Regions from separate parts of the Zea mays genome. Here region 2 is linked to region 1. A link is a contact called in public Hi-C data. All regions are on one chromosome and are shown on one strand. Each heading gives the region's core, a stretch centred on a gene start, on an enhancer-like site or on the middle of the called end of the contact. The rest is flanking DNA. Distances are from core to core; before and after follow the strand shown.

What was found. A called contact is a pair of places that touch in the nucleus more often than the background predicts.
Region 2: a Hi-C map of leaf mesophyll shows a contact between it and region 1, with 2.0 times the contacts expected there. The contact joins the promoter of LOC100193661 here to the enhancer-like site in region 1. A contact is called at or near these places in 2 of 25 Hi-C or Micro-C datasets (leaf and leaf mesophyll).

What each region holds. Positions count from the first base shown.
Region 1 is chr1:107,657,045-107,662,708 of Zm-B73-REFERENCE-NAM-5.0, forward strand. No RefSeq gene overlaps it. Among protein-coding and RNA genes, the nearest start is that of LOC103637747, 13 kb to the right of the region's middle. Within about 2 kb of position 2,752, at least 19 of the 20 cell types and tissues checked have an H3K27ac peak or open chromatin away from gene starts, as enhancers often do. A contact at or near this core is called in leaf and leaf mesophyll, where this site is marked.
Region 2 is chr1:107,794,132-107,799,909 of Zm-B73-REFERENCE-NAM-5.0, forward strand. It overlaps LOC100193661, which reads left to right and starts at 1,440. Exons shown (of 4, transcript NM_001138754.2): 1 at 1,440-1,570; 2 at 2,694-2,865; 3 at 2,974-3,252; 4 at 3,515-4,375. The coding sequence starts at 2,719. The coding sequence ends at 4,177. It overlaps LOC100272517 (ATP-dependent Clp protease proteolytic subunit), which reads right to left. Exons shown (of 2, transcript NM_001146986.1): 2 at 4,525-5,311. The coding sequence ends at 4,828. It also overlaps the pseudogene LOC111590663.

The DNA of each region.
Region 1 (5,664 bases), core at 1,502-4,001:
AGACCTCACCAGCGCGGTAGGGCTCAATTAAACCGGTTAGTGTCACACCCGGATTTTAAGGACAAAGCCGGGTGCATCTCATACATGCGCCAAAGAAGACAACATATATAATAACAGAGTGTATAGAGATAAATGTCACAATAATCAGAGTATTTATTACATAGCAGAAATCTTACAAAATAAAAGATAAATATAAAAGGATCTAAAATCCATCCTTGGCGCCAGAAAGTCAACTGGGAGACGCCACCTAGATCGAATCGAACTCCTCGATGTGTCTTCTCTTGAACCACCTGTTCTTCTCCTGTGGGGGTGTGAGACAGCAAAGGGTGAGCTCACACATGTTCATCGTTCAACAAGTTGTGCGGAATAATGTGCATGAACTCACCAAAGGTGGGAGTTCATGTGAAGTGTAAAGCTGATCAACAGTAGGGGTTAAGCTGAGCATTGCTTTTAATAAGTTGGTCAAATTTTATTAGCAGTTACTAAGTGTAAGTAAATACCAAACCATAGTAATAATAAGTAAAAATAATAATAAAATAATCCCAATGCAATGAAATGACAAATTGAGTTTAAGTTCCATAAATTAATCATGTTAGTGTCCGAGCTGCTCATGACCGTGAGCACGGCTAGTATACCAGTTTTACACTCTGCAGAGGTTGCGCATCTTTATCCAGAAGTCGTGTTACCCATTTGCCACAGAGTTGATCAGACCCCATACACATCTACCTAGGAAGCGAGGCAGGGTACCACTATGAGGCCTTTACAAAGTTTCATTAGCTTCAGAAAACCCGCTATAGTTTATAGGAAGCTCCAGTGCAGGAATCCCTCGCCTGACCGCCATCGCAGCAAAATCAACCCAAGGACCTCCCTACACTGACCACTCCCCTACTGCCCTTGCCCCTTTCGGGTAAGGTAGTCATCCACTAGCTTTCCTAGTTAATCAGCCAAGGGTGTCACATTAAACCCTTGTGGTAGCACTGTTTTCCCGGGTGGTTCTCTATGTTCCCATTAACATAATGATCCTATCGTGAACAGTAATAATAAACAGATAATAAAAATTATAACAATGAGTGATGAATATCTCTATACCCAAAGCCACATAAAGCAATAGCATGTACTACCCAAAAATTTAGTAGTAAAACCAGTGGTGAAACAAGGTATAAAGATAGTCAAAATCTAGAGTAACATATTGGGTCCCATCAAAATTAACCTATGCAGATCATTATGATTAATAAGAACATGACTGGATAAAAGAAGTGATCAAGGGCACAACTTACCTTCCACGAGCTCCTGCTCAGCAGTCTCTACCAGCTGAACCTCAGGATCCTTAGTAGCTTGCTCGTCTATTCGCATCAACACAATACATGCATAGTATAGCAAAAATTAATATCACACCAAACATGTAAATAAAAAACACAATAATAATCTAGACATTAAAATAAGATCATAGAAACTGGAATCATTAAATTTAAAGTTATAGATTTTAAGTTATGAATGTTCCAAGGTTTCATGTGCTTGATATATGGTTAAGTGAGACATTAATTTTACTACTGTTTTCATGTCACAACAGAGACCCTAGGTGATAAACCTTAATATTACAAATTTTTTAGAAATTGGAATGGACCAATTTGGAGTTCATATGAATTTTCTATAAATTAAACAAGTTTCTGCAATTAATTTAATACCAAAAATCTATTTTCTAATTTTTATTTCCCTGGTTTTCTAATCTCTGGACTGGGCCTCAAATTCCCGAAAGCGCAGGGGCTTCCTCGCAAAACCCCCCACAGACTCAGGTTCCCACCAGAGTGGACTGCGGGTTTAAATTCTAACTTCCAGGAAGGTTCTTTAATAAAATGCACCCACGAGGGGTATGGGAGGAATCTGGCCGTTGGATGCCGCGCGGGCGGCGCAGATTAGATCTCGACTCCACTGGAACGGGACAACATGGTAACCGCAGGATCTTGAATCTACGGTTCGGATCCAACACACCCGTGGGGAAATCGTGCTCGCTAATTCGCAGATGAACGGCCAGGGATCTCCAGAACAAAGGGGTATGCAATCAAACTAATCCTAGCCGTCTGCATCCAATCGCACGGCTAGGCGCCTTTCTTCTACCCTGCAGCCGAGGTCGACCAGAGCACTCGCGCCCTCGCCGGAAAGCACGCCGGCGCGCGACTAGCCGACGATCTGGCGCCCGTCTAGCCGAGCGGTTTGGTTCTACGCGAAGCATGGGAGATGGCGAACTTTTTGGTGGTTTACATACCTTGAATCGAGACGGCAGGGGCCCCAATCATGCACCGCAGCGGCACCAGACGCGCCAAGGAGATCTCTCCGACCGCGGATGGAGTTGAGAGACGGATGCCAGCGACTCCTACACGGTGGCCTCCCTACCAACACTTCTCTGCTGGCGGCGGGGTAGGTTTAGGCTGTTAATGGAGGCGGATTCGAGCTTGGGGCGAGATCTCCAGGTTTTCTGTGCGTGATGTAGAAAGGCCAGAGAACGGGCGGCGGTGAACCTAGGGAAGCTGTGGAGCGGAGAGAGGCAAGGGATCGTGGCCACTGATATAGGTGTGGGCTGAGCCGCAGCCGCAACGGCTTACCCGGAATCGACGGCGAGCTTCTGCCATCGTCGGGCGAAGTTGTTGGAGTGACCCCCTGACGGCCCGGGCCCACGCGCCAGCAACCGTGCGCGCAGCGCGCGCAGCAAAACCAGGATGCGCCTGACGATGTGGGGCCACTGCACAGTGAAGGGAGCAAGATCGCGAGAGCACAGACTGCCAGGCGGGCCCCGGTGGTCAGTACGGCGCGCAGCGCGCAGGGGGATGGCTGAGCGGCGGGTTAGAATTTATGGGCCGCGCTAGGTTTTGGCCCAACACGAGTTTCATCTTTTCTTTTTTTCTTTTTATTTTTCCTTTCTCCTTTTGGATTTCAAATTCAAATTTGAATCAAACTTTAAATCTGAACTCATATTCATTTTAAATGTACAAATTTAACCCAATAGTATGGATGGTTTAACTATATTATTATATTTTTATATATATTTCTTTATTTTTGTATAACATTTTTCTTTCTCTACTCTAAACTCCAATTTGCAAATTAGGGTCAAATCTCCAAATTTGGATTTTAACCTATTTCTTTTTATATTATTTTTATATTGTCACAAAATACACACTAAATAAGGTCCAACATGATGCACAATTTAGTGGCATGTCATTTATTAATTATTTGTTTTTTTAAATATGGTATTCACATGTGATGGTATGTAGATACAACACACACATATAACTAAAGAAAAATAAATTTTCTCCTTTTACATTATCTCTTAAAAAATTGGGTATTACAAATCCTACCCCCTTAACAGAAATCTCGTCCTCGAGATTTTAGGAAGGACTAGGGAAAAGATGGGGAAAATCTATGTGAAGCTCTTCTTCTCGCTCCCAAGTAGCTTCATCTTCGCCATGGTGACTCCATTGCACTTTGCACATCTTTATAACCTTATTTCTTGTAACTCGAGTCAAAGTATCAAGAATCTTGATAGGGTACTCAACATAAGTCAGGTCATCTTGAACACTAAGGTCCTCCATCGGTAGCTGCTCCTCAGGTACCTGTAACACCTCTGGTGTTACTGTCACTAAAACTTGAGCATAACATTATGAGGATTAGCATATCATGTGGTTGTCACACCTAGAGTGCATTCACTAGGTGAAAATTTCAAAAATGTTGTACTGATATGGCTTGATGTGTGGTTAACCCTAGGGTCAAGTGCTTAACCCTAGATTTGGGCTTATGGATATAAGGTAAATCCAAACATGTGAAAACTTCAAAATATATGAGAAATGATCATGAGATATCACCTTTGATGGACTTTAGTAAAACCAAAACCCTAAAGTGCTCAAAGCCCTGAAAAGACCCTCGAAAACCCTAAAATTTAAACCCTAGGGGGCTAAGTGTAAACTTTGTACACTTTTGGACCAAAGTGCAAATATCAAAGTAAAAGAGCACCTCAAACCCACTAACTTTCATATTCAAGGATTTACAAGTTGAATAGTAAGATTTGGACCTCTTTGTAAAAAGACCCATGAAAACCATATGACTAAGTCTGAATTCCAGTAATTTGGGACCATCTTTGGGGCTGTATATCTCTTCATTCATGAGGATTCTGTCCTAGGTTAGTACATCAAAATGGTAGAGCTACTATAGGGGTATAAGTTCAATTAAGAGACCCAACCCTAAAACACTATGAAATCTCCTGAAAACATACCCCAAAACAGAGCTAATAAGACTCTGAATTTTCAGACCACACACAGTAATCTGAAACCTATAGAGCAGTGTATCGAGATAGGTTTGGAGTCTTTTTGTGACCAATCTAAAGGGTTAAAGTCTATGAGTTGTGTAGATAAATTAGAGACCATTAGAAGGGGATTAAATGTTCTTAAGAAACGTGGGCTTGATCATGTGCCAAAAATTAAGGAAAATGATGTTCAAAGTTGGGCTGTCAGGTTCATGGGTTCTAATCAGGTAGATCTGCTCTGAATTTCTATTTGTCTGAGCGACTTTGAGACCTTGCAGAGGCTGTCCTATGCGACTTGGTGCCAGGTTGATCTAAGCAAAGCTGGAAAGCTAGTATTCATGAGCAAGTTTTATTAGGAGACTTTGGCCTGATGTTATATAGATTTAGGAGGTAAAGGTGCCCAAACTGTCCCTGTCAAAAAGGAAGAAATCGGATGAAAACTGAAGACTGAAGTTCAGAAAATTGAAATGGTACCAGTGTATTGCAACTGATTTTTGGGCACCATAACTTGTAATCTATGAGGATTAGGTCCAAGAAACTTATAGTAACTTTATAGACCCTTGATTTGGGAACAAGTTCTGTTAATGGTGACTGACCTGTTCTTAACCAAAATATGGAGAAAAGGTTGACTGAAGAGGGGGGATCAGTCATGTGTTGAAGATTCAAAAGAACTGAAATATCTACCCTTGATATTTACTCTCCTTGCCGTGTCCCACTTTGGGATAGGATGAAGATTGAGATGAGGTGGTAGCAGGGATATTCAGACTTGCGCATCACTGAAATATCACCAGTACAAATATCTACTACAGTGTCATCCTATCCTTACCTCCTCCCTTTGCCATGGATAAACTTCACCCTACCTGACTGAGCTCTGTGAACCTGCGTGGATCTTCTTGAGTGAGCCACGACTACATCTCATGTTCATAGTTATCCCTACTGCAAATTCAAGAATCCAGCCCCCTTGATCTTTTCACTTGCTATTTAAAGAGCAACCAGGGGGGAGAAAGAAAGCAGGAGCCAACCCAGTAATCCTTGCTTCGACCATCAACCATAGTGAGTAGCTTCAATTAGCAGTATTGCTTCCCCAAACCATACCCTGGACGTGCCCAGTTCCACTGATCAAGCCACCGCGTGTGTCTGGTGACCACCTCGCCAACACATCAACCTCACGTGGCCAGGCGGTTACGGTATGGCTCCACCCTTACGAATTTGTGTTCTTGCATCTCTATAGATTGGTGAAGCTCATCAAGAAGCTCGTTTGATCTTTGTGGTCCTAATTTGGTCGGAACATGAGTTTGACGCTGCGTGAACTGCCGTGGTGTTGACCCACTCAAAATTCAGTTGGTCCGAGGACAATTCTTGTGAGCGTCGTG
Region 2 (5,778 bases), core at 190-2,689, 140 kb after region 1:
AGCAATACCTTCTCTTTATTACAGATGTTTAAGCAGGTGCTTCATAAACATCTGAATCCAGTTCAACAATGTCTTCTCTTTATTACTGAATATTGAACTGAATATAAAGGCTTTCATGTCCCAAAATACAGAGGGTCTCCAAATTGGATATTGAACTGAACATAGAGGAATTGAATATATATACATTTGTCTAAGTTTTCTCATCAACATGTGATACACAAGGGATTTTCATCAACAAGTGGTCGCCAAAAGAACTGAAACATCAAGATGGCGTTTGCTTTTAGGTCATGCCATTCAGGAGATGATGCTAAGCTAAATAATCACATCTATCTGATTTTGCTATGCACTAAGACTATGTTTGTTTTATTATCATGTTATGCAATGTATCGGTCGTGTACGCTGAGACTCTATGTTTGACATTGGTCATGTATGTTGAAACTATGTTTTATTATTATGCACTGAGACTATGTTTGACATTGGTAGTGTACACCGAGACTATGTTTTATTATGAGACTATGTTTTATTATGATGCACTGAGACTATGTTTCTGCACACATGGGCTAAGTTGCATCAGCTGCAGTACTTCTCAAACATGTTCTCTTGTACAACAGCTGCACACATGGGCTACATTACGCTGCACACATGAGCAGTGTGGAGTTCTCTTCTGTGCTGAAAGAGCAGTGTGGAGTTCCCTTGGCTGCTGGCTGCCAAAGAGTAGCAGGGGAAGGCAGCCCCGTCCGGCGTTGACCACCTAAGTAATCTGGATAGCAGGGATTATGGCCCCTGGGTGCTCACTCCCCTGGGTTACCCTGCCCCAGCTGCCAAAGGAGCCCTTAAAGTATAAGCTTCATGCATCGTAGCTCTGTTTTGTGTCCCGTTTCTCGTTTACCAATGAGACGTTACATCACTGATGGACCGTGAGAAACCACAAGCCCAACATAATAGGAAGTCATATGCCCACATACTACCACATCGCTAACTAAATGAGGACGAGCGACAGAGCAAGCTATGAAAAAATAGGATCAGACTCCTTTTTAACTTATACATTTCTTAGTCTTTTGGCTAAGATAAGGTATAATATTTGTTTTTATCAGTTTAACATCTAATATGCGTATGATATTAAATTTATTTTTTATAGATATTAAATATGGGTACAACGTACATGTATTGAACTAGTATCTCATCTATTGGGGACTTGATCGTGTCAACGCACGGAATGACGAATTGACGAGAGTAGTGCTTCTAGAAGCCTGTTCCAGTGCGAGGCGGGGCGCGTGGAAAGCGTGCGGCCGTGCGGGTTGGTGCTGCACAAACCAAACGGAGGTGCAGGCCGGGTCAGAGTCAAACCCTGCTACGGCAAGGCGCAAGGCAACGAAACACCCACCCACCCCGCCAACTGCTCTCGGGCTCTCGGCCTTTTCTTTTCCTCATTACGGCCTCGGTCCACCACCTCCTCTTCTCGCCTGTGCCTTTTGCCCCTGTGCTCGCCACACGCGGCGCAACCGCCCACCCACCCAGCCAGGAGAAGAAGATCTCCGTCGCCTGCTCTTCGCTTCGCTTCGAATCGGAGGTGAGACTTCTCTTCCCCTCATGGATTTTCCGTCTGCCAGGAGTACTGGATTAGGAATTAGGATGTACGTGTGGACGGATCGCTCCTCTCTCGGGGGAGGATTCGATTCAAGTCGGATGCTTCCGACTTATGCAGGGTTAAGGAATTCGCTAGGTTAAGGAAATATTCGGTTCATGCCTCCGAGTATGCATTCTAATTGCAACTGGAGGGTCGATTTCCTTTCTAATTGACTCATGAGTAGTATCTCCTCCTGATTTTGCAGTCGTTTTTGTCTTTTCGTCATCTGTGGCTGCGCAGCGATCCCAACCTTCTTTCAAATATTCGATAATAACATAAACAATCGGCCTGGCAGGCAAATTCGGGTGTTTTTTTGCGCAATTGCACGGCAGGCAGGTCAGATCGGCCTGCGCTTATGTGCTAACGAACTGCTGTAGTGCTGTTAGGTAGGCGGACAGGTCAACAATGGACATGGGCTACCAAGTTGTTTGCTGGAATACAACTAATACTCAACTGGTTCACACTTGAAACACAGCCACAAAACAAAAGACTCACGCTGCCCTGTTTGGTTGGGCTTCTGGGGCTGCTTTTGCTTCCTAAAAGCCAAAAGCACAAGAAGGAACTGTTTTTTTCAAAGCAGCTGTTTTTTCTAATACATTTTTAAAGCATCTTAGACCTCGTTTTTGGCTTTTGGATTTCAGCTTTTCGAAATCAATGGAATAAAAAAGTATTTCATAGTTGTTTTAAGATTGATAAAGATAAGAGGTATATTTTACACTTGTTTCAATCAAACCGGTTTCAATTTTCTTATAGCTGATATTTCATAACAGTTTTTTTCACAGCTCAGAGTAGCTTTAGCTTTTCCCACCGCCATAGCTCAACCAAATAGGCTTGCCAGCTAGCTTTGCCTGTCAACATTCAGCTTCGGAGTTCAAACCATCTTTGCTGTTTGAGCATACCATTATTCCAGTCTAGGTTGACTTTACACATGATGATAGGAGACAGCTGGTGTTATGATTTGTTATGACACATGATGATAGGAGACAGCTGGTGTTCTGATTTGTTATGACGCATTGCATATAATTTCTTTGCTCAAATTGCTCTCTCAACATTTCCACACTTGCAGGTGTCGAGTAGCCAGTGGTGTCCCTATGGATTCAGCTTTTAGAAGAGCTCTCAATGAGCCTATGTGCTTGGAAGAAACCGTCGTCCAACAAGGAATTGAAAGGTGCCCATTCCTGAGGAACATCAATGAGCCTACAAGTTTTTCCTTCTCGTCCGTCAACTTCCCTATTCCCGTATGCCCTTTACTTCCTGTTCCTCTTTACATTATCACACCATCCATTTCTTAAGATCACTGGTGTTCTGGAACGATCGCTGAATTCTATTGTTTGCTGCTTGTGAAGGCAAGAGGAGCCAAGGGACCGATTTTCGAAGATGGGCCTAATTTTGACATGGCATTTCGAGTTTTCCATGGTAGAGATGGGGTTGTTCCACTTTCAGAAGGGTCATTGGCCCAGATTGAGAAGCCACTGCCAAAGCCCAATCCTGAGTTCAACCCATTGGCAGCCAAAGCAGCAACCATCAGTCTATCTGCATTTGGAGGGTTTTTCAGCTTTGGTGACTTCTCAAATAAGCGCAATAAGAAAAACTCCAACAAGAAGAACCCCAACAACCTCCCCCAGGTAAATTGAGTTAATTATACTTTCTCAATATTTCTTGTCTCCAGTGTCACAATGTTCCAGTACTGCCTAGTAAAGTCGATCTTTTTCATCACCAAAGAATGTAATTTATTGGTAGAAGTAGACATAACTCATACAATGTATCTGAACCATTCTTCTCAGTGGTAACACTAAATGGGTGGTACATGATGAAAACCTTACTATGTTTTTTCTCCAAAGGAGCGTGCCATTCAGTTGTCTGATTTTGCTTTCCCTGAAATTTCAGAATAAAGGCCAGCCTAACAATAACAACCATGAAGCACTGAGCAACGAGTGGCTGGAGATGGGCCAATGTCCACTTGCGAAATCTTATAGGGCATTAAGTGGAATTGTGCCACTTGTCGCAAAGATGATGACACCCCCAGCTGGTATGAAACTTAAGTGCCCACCTGCCGTGGTTGCTGCCCGCGCAGCACTATCCCGCACAGCCTTTGCTAAGGGGCTTCGCCCTCAGCCCCTGCCAACAAAAATACTGGTGATTGCATTGCTTGGTATGGCAGCAAATGTTCCTCTGGGCATCTGGAGGGAGCACACACAGAAGTTTTCATTGCAGTGGTTTGCCGCAGTACATGCTGCAGTGCCGTTCATAGGGATGCTCAGGAAATCTGTGCTGATGCCTAAGACAGCCATGGCCCTTACTATAGCCGCCTCGATATTGGGTCAGACAATCGGGTCAAGAGCTGAACGTATCAGACTGAAGAGGGCCGCGGCAGCAAAATTAGCAAGAGAGAGCCATGGTGACGCTGCTGACTACATCAAAGCACCAATGAGTCTGAAAACAGGGAACCACACTGTTCAGTTTTGGGATCCGCTTTCCCTCAGAGCTGAAAGCACAGTGGCTGCAGGTACCACAGCAGTTCTTGTCCCTGCCATTTCTGCTTTCAACTGATGACAGGAATGGATTCATTACGATTGTACCAGCATCGCTGGTTGGTGTATTCTTTTTTTTCTCCTATTCTAAATAATCTGATTGTTGTATCCATTACTGTACTTTTGAGCTTAAGAAAGAAATACTTCACGGCAAACTCTTCATCCTGTTTTGGTGGCCACATGACAGCGAATAAATTAGAGAACACGTTGAGCTGAGAACTTTTTACTCTCCTTTGAAATCTGTCTCTGGAAACACGGATTTCCAGCCAATCGTCAATCGAGCAGTCACAATTGCATGCCATACTGACTTTACAGTTATGTATTCTTTGTATTTTATAAGACTTATCATGATAAAGAAAATGTTTTGAAATGGGATGTAGAAGCTTTTGCTGGTGGTCAAAAAAAAAAAAACGAACAGTTAACTGATCTCAACGTACCACACCTGAAATGGTCAGGACTCAAAACGAAACAGCCGGACCATTCTAACACCACAATGTAACACCAGAAACACAACCAACAGGTTCTAGTTGCCTGCTCGAATCACCATCCAGTCAGTAAACAAGATCAATAAGCTACTAGTGCTATGGTTGGTTTGACAGCTACAAGCGACGAAAAACATCTGCTTGCTGAAGAACAGACTTAACATTCGCACAAAATACAACTTTTCGACTAGTATATCTCATCATCTGGGACATCTGGTGTAAGAAACTTCTGTGGATCCTTGTACAGCTCTTCGTAGTTGTACTTAGGCTTCACCCTCTCCGGGACAGGCTCAAGTGGGATAATACTGTCTCCATCGATCACGCCATCAATGAGTCCATAATCGACAGCCTCGAGAGGGCCCATGTAACGATCTCTGTCAATGTCTTTCTCTACCTGCTCAGGAGTGCGGCCTGTGAAGCCTGATACGATCCGAATGACATTCCTCTTGTTGGTCAATATCTCCTTCGCTTGGACCTCTACATCTAGGGCCTGCCCGCTTGCACCTCCGACAGGCTGATGGATCATAATCCTGGTGTTGGGCATGGCAAATCGCTTGCCCTTCGTGCCACCACCAAGGATTATAGAAGCTGTTGATCCAGCTATGCCCATTCCAATAGTGGACACGTCTGCCCTCACAAGCTGCATTACATCATAGATGGCCATTGTTGCGCTGAAAGAGTAACAAAACAGTCAGTCAGCAAATGACAGGATTTTGTATTAGATAACGCTATGATCAGACCAATCAGCACAGAGAACACATGTGTTGCCGCCTAAGATTGTGTCCAACAGTTCACTCATATGGTCACCCAAAACACTGTTTTACACTGTAGACTGTACTGTTTGCAGAGTGAAGTTTGAATATGAGGATGGGATGGGTAAACTGCTGGAGATAGTCAAAATTTACTTGTTCCTTAAAAGTTCTGCATCAATTTTGGTAGTACATGTAAGGTCTAGAGTACTAGGTTTGGAATTTGGGAGAAGTCCATTTTTTTACCATAGAACTATCGCCGGAGTTCCAGTTTGACCATGTAACTCCAAAACCAGAAATATTTAATGATCCAACTATCAAAACCGTTCAGGTCTAGCCATCCAGTGCTTTTGAAGGTGGTTTTCACTTAAATGGACAACACGCCAAAG